3 separate regions of the Mus musculus genome follow, and regions 1 and 3 are each linked to region 2. The links are chromatin contacts, called in public Hi-C maps. All regions are on one chromosome and are shown on one strand. Each heading gives the region's core, a stretch centred on a gene start, on an enhancer-like site or on the middle of the called end of the contact. The rest is flanking DNA. Distances are from core to core; before and after follow the strand shown. Region 1 overlaps Cadps2 (Ca2+-dependent activator protein for secretion 2). Region 2 holds the start of Fezf1 (Fez family zinc finger 1). Region 3 overlaps Cadps2 (Ca2+-dependent activator protein for secretion 2).

Region 1 (2,700 bases), core at 171-2,670, 71 kb after region 2:
TCCAAGTTGCCTAGTTCTGCTAACCAACAAGTCCTAGTGGCCCTTCTGTTTCTGTCCTGCTCTTAGAGAACAATTCTGCGCTACAGGAACTTTCAGGGGGTTTCAGGGAACTGAATCCAGGTCCTCGTGCTTGCAAAGAAACACTTTGCTAAGTAAGCATCTACTAAGCTCCAAACCCTCTACAAATTCTTCTAAAAACATTTACATTTTCTTACTTTAAAATATTCTCATAGTTGGACTGCTTCTCCCAAGTGCCAGTGCTGGCAGGATGCAGCTTAGCTGCAAGCTGCTTTCTTTTCCATATCTGCCCTTCAAAAGCAGTTTCTACCTTGCTTCTTCTGAAGATAAATCTCAATTTACATTTTGACAACCATTTAGAAGTCCTTGCTTCAGAGAGTTCAGGCACACTGAGAATCCTGGCGTCCACACAGTCATGTGGATATCATCATTTTCCTGGCCTGTTCACATGCAAATGTATTAGAAACAGAGACTAACCAAATGCTAGCTCAACCTACACTTTAGCCCTGCTTTCATCATGCATTTTAGGAGGATTGGTTGGCTTGATCTGGGAAGGGGAGCATTCTCCTTTAATTGATAACTAATCTATAGAAGAAGGACCTCTTGCTCCCCTGAGCTATACCATTAATTTGGTCATGTTCCCACATCCTCATTCTCAGCCAATGAGACCAAGGTGAAGTGGCTCTAAGGGCAGATGGATGTCTACAGCATAGGTAGTCGTCTGCTTTCTATAGTAATGGATAATACAGATTCTAAACAATGTGGTGGTTTTATGATCTCAACATCTGTCCTGAGGGATTGGCCTAAGTCTGCTGACTCATTATAAACATCTGTCACATGGGTAGACCATTCACTCACTAATCACTTCATTAAATCCTATTCTGGGCCTTGGAGAGCAACTTTGCATCATGTTGAACATAAGAAAATAGAATTGCAACCTGGGAACACAGGCAGGCCTTTGATGTGGTCAGGAATGGACTTTTTTTCTTTTTAATTTCAGCAACAACATATTAATAACAAATTAATGGACTTCAGTGAGTTAGCTTCATTTCTGTTAGGTTTAACTATGTAATGCATGTTTTAAGGGACCCTGAAGTGTCCAGTAATCTAGTTTTGTCAACAGCTTTGCTGCTTTGTGGAACACGGTGTCCACTTATTCACCTGTCCATGTAATATATGTACTAACTTGTAACAAATTAGAGAGAGACAGACAGACAGAGACAGAGAGACAGGCTGATGGATGGAAGGAGGGAGGAACTGAGTAATTATGTAACTGTATTTATTGCAGATGTAAAGCCACATACGCGATCCTTTTCTTTTGAACTTGTTTACCACACTTCACAGTTGCTAATAGGTTTTACACCTGCACATTTTGAACTATATTAATTGTGTGAAGTCGTAGGGAGCTAATTGTCTCTGGTGAGAAGGTACAGGTGGAGACATAATGAACAGTAGCAGATTACCCTTCAAACCGACTCACTTCTTAATGTAAAGAACCACGTGACCACGTGACTGTTTGTTATCTGTGGACGCAGTGGCTGCTTCTCTTTTTCCATGCTAGAATGAATTGTTTCTTACGGGGGGGGGGGGGGGGAGAAAAATTAAAGCAGCGGCAGATAATCAGCCTGTTAGTTTACTCAATACATATTTACCAAGTGCCTGGTACACTGTCAAGTACTGTGTGCATACGAAAGTAAGAACTAATATATTCACCCAGTATTTATGGGAGGGTGAGTCCATAATCTAGATGAGAAGAGGATGGGCTCATAAAGACACAGAAGATAATATTCTCAGATAGACAGCCAAGGTTTGCATCTGGAGAGATTGCTCAGTGGTTAAGAGGACTGACTGCTCTTCCGGAGGTCCTGAGTTCAAATTCCAGCAACCACATGGTGGCTCACAACCATCTGTAATGAGATCTGATGCCCTCTTCTGGTGTCTGAAGACTGCTACAATGTACTCACATATAATAAATAAATACATCTTTAAAAAGAAAAGGAAGAAAAGAAAACCATGAAGAGGCGATTAGGGGCCCCTGGCATTCAAGTCAGGTACTTTCTCATCTATAATTAGAGACAGTAAATCACCTTGTACGCTATCAGACAGTGACAATTACTGAAAATTCTGTAACACTGGCAGATCAGCTACTTAAATATATACTTGTATGACTGTATGATATAGTATTAGAAATATGTTTTCCCCTAAATTGCACATAGTAAAATATAAGCATATATGTATGAATAGATGAAGTCCAAATAGCAAATACCTATACATGGGCTAAATATGAATGATGCTCACAGACAGGGGGGTCTTCTTAGCCCACTTCACAGTCAGTGAAGTCCTTATGAAATTGATAGCTATGAGTGAGGGTGGCCTGCTATTTGGCTCTCAGGTTTCAGCAGAGTGACTTTATAAGAATTAGCATGGTCATATAAATAAAAATACTGACTAATGACAACAACTGATTACAACCTCCAAGGTTTGGGGAACACTCTAGGACAACATTTTTTGGGGGTGGGGTGGGGGTGGGGATGGGTCTCATGGTGCAGACTGCTTCCTCTATACCTGGGAAGGCTGTTGCTTGCATCGCAGGTTATTGGGAGACTGTGTCTTGTTGAAAACCAAATTTATATTCTTCAGTATTAAGTGACCTTGTGTGTGTGTGTGTGTGTCCTCCTGCTA
Region 2 (2,700 bases), core at 66-2,565:
TCCCACACACTTTACACACGAAGGGTCTGGCTCCTGTGTGTACCGGCATGTGACGGGTTAAGTTATAGTGCGCATTAAAGACCTTAAAAATTAAACACAAAGGAAAACAGGTTAACGGAAGCACAGATTGGATCCAAAGTGATAAAAAGGAGGGAGGGGGCAAAACAAGTTTATACTTCCACTCCCCAAATACTAAAACAGAAGCGAGGGATGGAGAGAGGAAGGAAGAAAGGAAGGAAGGAAGGAAGGAAGGAAGGAAGGAAGGAAGGAAGGAAGGAAGGAAGGAAGGAAGGAAGGAAGAAGGAACTCCTGGCATAAGACTTGCCTTGCCGCAGACTTCACAAGTGAAAACTTTGGGCTTGGCATTTGGAGAGCCGCGGCTGAAATCCGAGGTTTTGAAAGCGATTTTTTCCGACAAAAGTTGGGCGCTTTCTTTCATGTAATGCTGCAGCTGAGCCTGGGACAGGTCTTTGAAAGCTACTCCCGAAGGGAGTTTCTCCACTGCCGGTACAACCAGTTTATTCCTTTCGGCTAAATACGTTTTGGGCTGTGGGTGCAAAGGGGAACTGAGAAAGTAGGAGGCCACCGGGTGGATGTTCACGCTCGCAGCCGGGTGGCACGGGCCGTCACCTCGGTTCAGGTAGCACAGGGCACCCATGGCGTGAAACGAAGAGTGGTTGACCACACGCGGCCTTACCAGCTTGTACTGCTGTAGTGGCAATGCGTCGCGGGCCAGGTCGCCCTTAAGACTTAGCGCGCAGTTGAGCAGGTCGCTGCAGCTGAACGCCGGCGCAGAGGGCGCCACCGCGGGCGGCGCCGGAACCTCCAAACTCGCCTTGCGGGGCTCTGAGCCATTCACTCCCGCTTTGGAGTTCGTGTCGTACGCCACGGGGACGAAAGGGATCATGCAGGGGATCGACGAGTTGAGATGCAGAGAGTGCTTGGGGTCCCCTTTGGGCACGGCTCCCTGCAGGAAGTGGGGGACCGGCAGGGCCTTAGGCTCAGGGGTGCGCGCCATGATTCGTTCGATGGAGAAAGCCAAGGGTTTAGATGTGCTCATCACGTTGCCCCGAGCTGGAGCAGTCGCTAGCATTTTGGTGGTCGCGTTGAGGCAGCTACTGTCCATGACTGAGTCGCCAGCGTCGGTCAGCCGGGGTTGAGTCGCGGGATCGTTGCCTTGTCCCCTGCTTGTCACAGACCTGCGGAGAGGACAGGCACCGTCACCACCAGCAGCCTCCTCCTCCTCCTCCCCAGCATCACCAGCCGAACCTGCCTGCCCAGCCCAATGGACTCCTGCCAGCCCATCGCAGAGTTCTTGGCGCACCAATGACTCGGGGACAATCACTACTTATTTCTATCAATAGAAAGTGTTGTGTCAATAACGCAGCCAAGATCTCGCCAATCGTTAACTTCCAAGAGGAGAAGGTAAACTAGATAATTGCTCAATTCGCTTCCAACAGTCAACAGGAAAACTTTTTTTCTCTCTGCAGTCGGTGACTACTTTTCATTGGTGAGAGAGCTTCCCCCGCCCAGAAGAGGCGGGGGCGCTCTCTGCAACGCGCAGAGCCCTCCCCGACGCGCAAGCACTCGCCCGCACACACTTCTCTACCCTTCAGCTGCCCCTCCCCCTAGCTTCCTCTGTCTTTTTAATTCTCAATCTGCTTAACCAGGCTTTAGAGGCCAAGCAAATCTGAGATCAATTTTCTCGTTTAGCTCTAAGTGACATCATCTAAAATCATTGTGCTAGGGCTAAATAAGGAAACAGAGTCTAATTCAGGGGCAAATGCCAGGCTATATTTATCAAACGCCAGGCTCTAGAAAGCCTTGACCAGGAAACCTCTGACGGCAAAATCCGAGGTTTCTGTGCTTGGCTTGCCTGAGCTCAGTTCGGGCCACGATGCCTCCTCCTACGCAGCCCACTTTCATCCTCCGGGACTCGAGGGGGTCTGGGGGGTGAGGTCGGGAGGTGGTGCTCATTCCCTGAATCAAGGAGTCGCTGCAGCTCGAGCCGCGTCTGGACCGTTTGGAAGACACCAGCAGGTAACTGGCCTCCCAAAATGCCCTTGAGATGTAAAGGCCTTGGGAGGCTTGTTATGCGTTTGTGGTTTTGTCAAAGCGATGCCCATGGCAATAGGCCTGGGAAAGACGCACCAGCACCACAAAGTTGAGTTGCAAAGAATAAGAGGGAGCCACACGGCCAGAGACCTAGACGCGGATTGAACTCACACAAACACACGCGTGAGCGCGCTTCCTTGAGTTTCCAGAGAGAACCCCGAAAGGGCATTTCTCCAAAGAACTTGCGCCCACTGCTCTTCCAGAGCAGAGGGTTTTAAACGTGGAGCGGAGAAGGGGAATACAATCTGTCGATCCCTACCCTGGCTGCCAGCGTCTGCGTGCGGCTCATCAGTGCACGCGATACCCCGCGTGTCTGTGCGCGCAGACGAACAAAGTGTGGTGGTCACGGACCATTTCTGCCCCCCCCCCCCGAGCGTTTGGAGACCCTAAGCGTCCCCTACCCCCCCCCACCCTCCCCCGCGCGCCCAGCGCCCTCCTGGTGTGACGCCTGGGGCCCAAATTCGCTAGCTGGGCGAGCTTTCCATGAAAAGGCCGGACGCTGAGGCTCCCATTGCGCGGGTCCCCGCGGCTCCCGCCCGAGTAGCGGCGCGCGCCTTCCCCGGAGAGGTCAACCGGGAGCCTTCG
Region 3 (2,700 bases), core at 126-2,625, 110 kb after region 2:
ATGCTTTAATTAGGATTTAGAATTTCAAGGAGCCCATGGACTCCTAGGATATGCTCCCTGGCTGTTTCCCTTGTTGCCATTTCTTGTCAGGGTCCCACGTGGTGGGAGAGGAGTGACATTCATGGTAAAGGTTGCAGGGGCACCTGGGAAAAAGATCAATTAGATCATTTCTCTTTCCCCATATATAATATGTATACATTTGTGATGCTTTTGACATAAAATTTTAAACTACTTAATCAACAAAATGTAAATAGCCCATGTAAACTTTATGATTTGACCTTATCATAATTGATGAGATTTTTTTAAGTGTCTTGAACACACACACACACCCCTGTGAGCTATTTGTTCCACACCATTAACTCTTTAGGCTTTTCTGCTGGCTCAGGACATTTCTCCTGGACAATGATGCAGTTGGAAAGTCTACGTTTTTATTTGTTTTCTGACCTCTCTATAGGTGAGTGGCCATGTGCCAGAGCCTAGGACAGTCAGATCTGGGGACTCTTAAAATTGGCCAATCCTCTTGGGCCTTTTGACCTCAAGAGGGAAGAAGGTGGGAAATTAGATAACTTCTTTCCCATTAATCTAATGGCCCATCCTCCACTCGCCTGACACTGTAGAACTGGTCAGTAGGTTGGATGGTTCTGAAATACAGTCTTTGAAATTGGCACTCTAGAGAAGACAAATATGAAGACTGCCTCACAGAGGTGTGGGAGAAGTTCCTAAGCCTCACATATTTTTGTTATGTGAGACAATTAAGCATAGAGAACGGGTCACCAGTGACGTGCTCTCTGTAGTCTAAATGATGCTACAGTTCTAGGAGAGCTGAGATTCTGATTGCTGGCATCCACAGGTGGATTATCCTCAGCTGTGCCCCACTCCAGCATGCATCAGAGTCCCTGCAGATCTTTCTGAAACACAATGGCCTGGCAGCACCTACACAGTGTCTGATTCGGCTGTCTTGGGAAAGGCCTGAGAATTTGCATTTTTGAAATGGTTGCCGAGTAATGATCCTGATGCTGTTCTCTCAGGATCAAAGTGTCTGAACGACTGGCACTCACAAAAGATGGAGTTAGGCACAAAGGCAATCTGTGTGAAGTCTATTTCCTTCCTTGCTTGAAATTAAGCAACACCCGTCCCCATTTTTTAAAATAAATCTTTGTAAGTGTCTCTTTGTGTGTATGAGTGTGGGCAGGAGCATGATATGGTGTGTGGGCAAAGGTCAGAGGAAAACCTCACCTCTGACCTTACTTGAGGTGTTTTTTTTTTTTTTCACTGCTACATATGCCAGGCTACCCAGCCTGTGAGTGTCTGAGCATCTCTAGTTTCTGTTTCCATCTTGCTGTAGGAACACTCGGGTTACGTGAGTTCATCCGTCCTGAACTCAATCTCTTTGGCTTACACAGAAAGCATTTTACCTACTGAGCTACCTTCCCAGACCTCAGGGCTCTATAGAGACCTCATTTAGAACAAAGGTGACTTTTTTCTTGTGGAGTCTGAATAGTTTGCATTTCTGCTGGGTTATCATAAAAATACCATTCATAACCGGGCAATTCTGTGTATGAATGAAAATAATCTGCAGTGGTATGACCTACCTACAGTTGCTTAGAATCCATAAAAATGCTAATGCCTTAATTGTTTGAAAACAGTAAGCCCGTGGCCTCCTAGATCCATGCCTCCCTTTGGGACCAGCTCATTTAATGACCCTGTCATTGAAAGCACAGTTCCAATGAATATTGCTTTAGAATTAGTTATGCTAATAACACAGCACTTGGTACTAATTCTGCTGTAGTTACTGTCACATTAAATAGTTTATCCGGATTAGCCTTAACGTGAGTAAATTTATATTTAGGCCAACAGCAGATGGTAATGATGCAGGACACTGGTGAGCATGCCTCTGACAGCTAGAGAAGATTTAAAGATATACAACAGTATGTGGCGGCCCGTGACTGACAGGCCATAACGTGAGGTCTGCAAATGGGGAAACGTCATTTATTCTATATGAGACTTTCTTTAGGAGGATTTTTGAGGCATAGCTACACCCTCCCCTCCACTTAGTATCCTTAAAATAGGGCTTGAAGAGATGGCTCAGAGGTTAAGGGCACTTGTTGCTCTTTTGTTGAGGACCGGCGTTCAATTCCCATCACCTACATGGTGGCCTACAATCATCTGTGACCCCAGTTACAGGGGGATCCAACAGGCATGCCCTCAGTACACATATGTGCATACAGGCAATACCTTCATACACATAAAGTAAAATAAATCCAAAATTAAAGGCTGCTGCTGCTGGAATATGACCTCCACTCAGAAACATCTGTTACAAGATGCTATAGTATATGACTTATACTATATATACTTATATATAACTGAAGCTGTGTTTTTATTAAGACCACACATATCTCTAAGTTTGCAGAGAGAAATAGAGGCACATATCTCCAGCAGTGTTGCTGGCTATGAAAGTTTCCTACCCTTCAGAGGTATATGTATACATATATGTATATGTGTGTGTGCATGTGCACATATGTTGTGTATTTCATTCATATTGTGTATATATAGATATAGATAGATATATACATATCTATCTATCTATCTATCTATCTATCTATCTATCTATCTATCTACCTACCTACCTACCTACCTATCATCTATCTATCTGAGTTTAGTGTTGGCTTTCTGGCTACTTAGCCATGCTCTGTAAGTAAG

Evidence for each region. Hi-C and Micro-C count contacts between places; a contact is called where the count stands out from the background.
Region 1: a contact with region 2 is called in a Hi-C map of olfactory sensory neurons, with 2.8 times the contacts expected there. The contact joins the enhancer-like site here to the promoter of Fezf1 in region 2. A contact is called at or near these places in 1 of 484 Hi-C or Micro-C datasets (olfactory sensory neurons) and 2 of 9 other capture datasets (adipose tissue and pancreatic islet).
Region 3: a contact with region 2 is called in a Hi-C map of rod photoreceptor, with 2.3 times the contacts expected there. The contact joins the enhancer-like site here to the promoter of Fezf1 in region 2. A contact is called at or near these places in 3 of 484 Hi-C or Micro-C datasets (nephron progenitors, olfactory sensory neurons and rod photoreceptor), 3 of 115 datasets of contacts at active chromatin or transcription factors (embryonic basal ganglia, embryonic forebrain and embryonic stem cells) and 4 of 9 other capture datasets (adipose tissue, embryonic stem cells, liver and 1 more).

Annotation. Positions count from the first base shown.
Region 1 is chr6:23,317,736-23,320,435 of GRCm38.p6, forward strand. All of the region lies in intron 24 of Cadps2 (Ca2+-dependent activator protein for secretion 2), which reads right to left. Among named protein-coding and RNA genes, the nearest start is that of Fezf1, 71 kb to the left of the region's middle. Within about 2 kb of position 1,421, at least 2 of the 459 cell types and tissues checked have an H3K27ac peak or open chromatin away from gene starts, as enhancers often do. A contact at or near this core is called in olfactory sensory neurons, where this site is marked.
Region 2 is chr6:23,246,949-23,249,648 of GRCm38.p6, forward strand. Fezf1 (Fez family zinc finger 1) reads right to left here and starts at 1,316. Exons shown (of 4, transcript NM_028462.1): 1 at 326-1,316; 2 at 1-82. The coding sequence starts at 1,126.
Region 3 is chr6:23,360,381-23,363,080 of GRCm38.p6, forward strand. The region is part of intron 17 of Cadps2 (Ca2+-dependent activator protein for secretion 2); the gene reads right to left. Among named protein-coding and RNA genes, the nearest start is that of Fezf1, 110 kb to the left of the region's middle. Within about 2 kb of position 1,376, at least 2 of the 459 cell types and tissues checked have an H3K27ac peak or open chromatin away from gene starts, as enhancers often do. A contact at or near this core is called in rod photoreceptor, where this site is marked.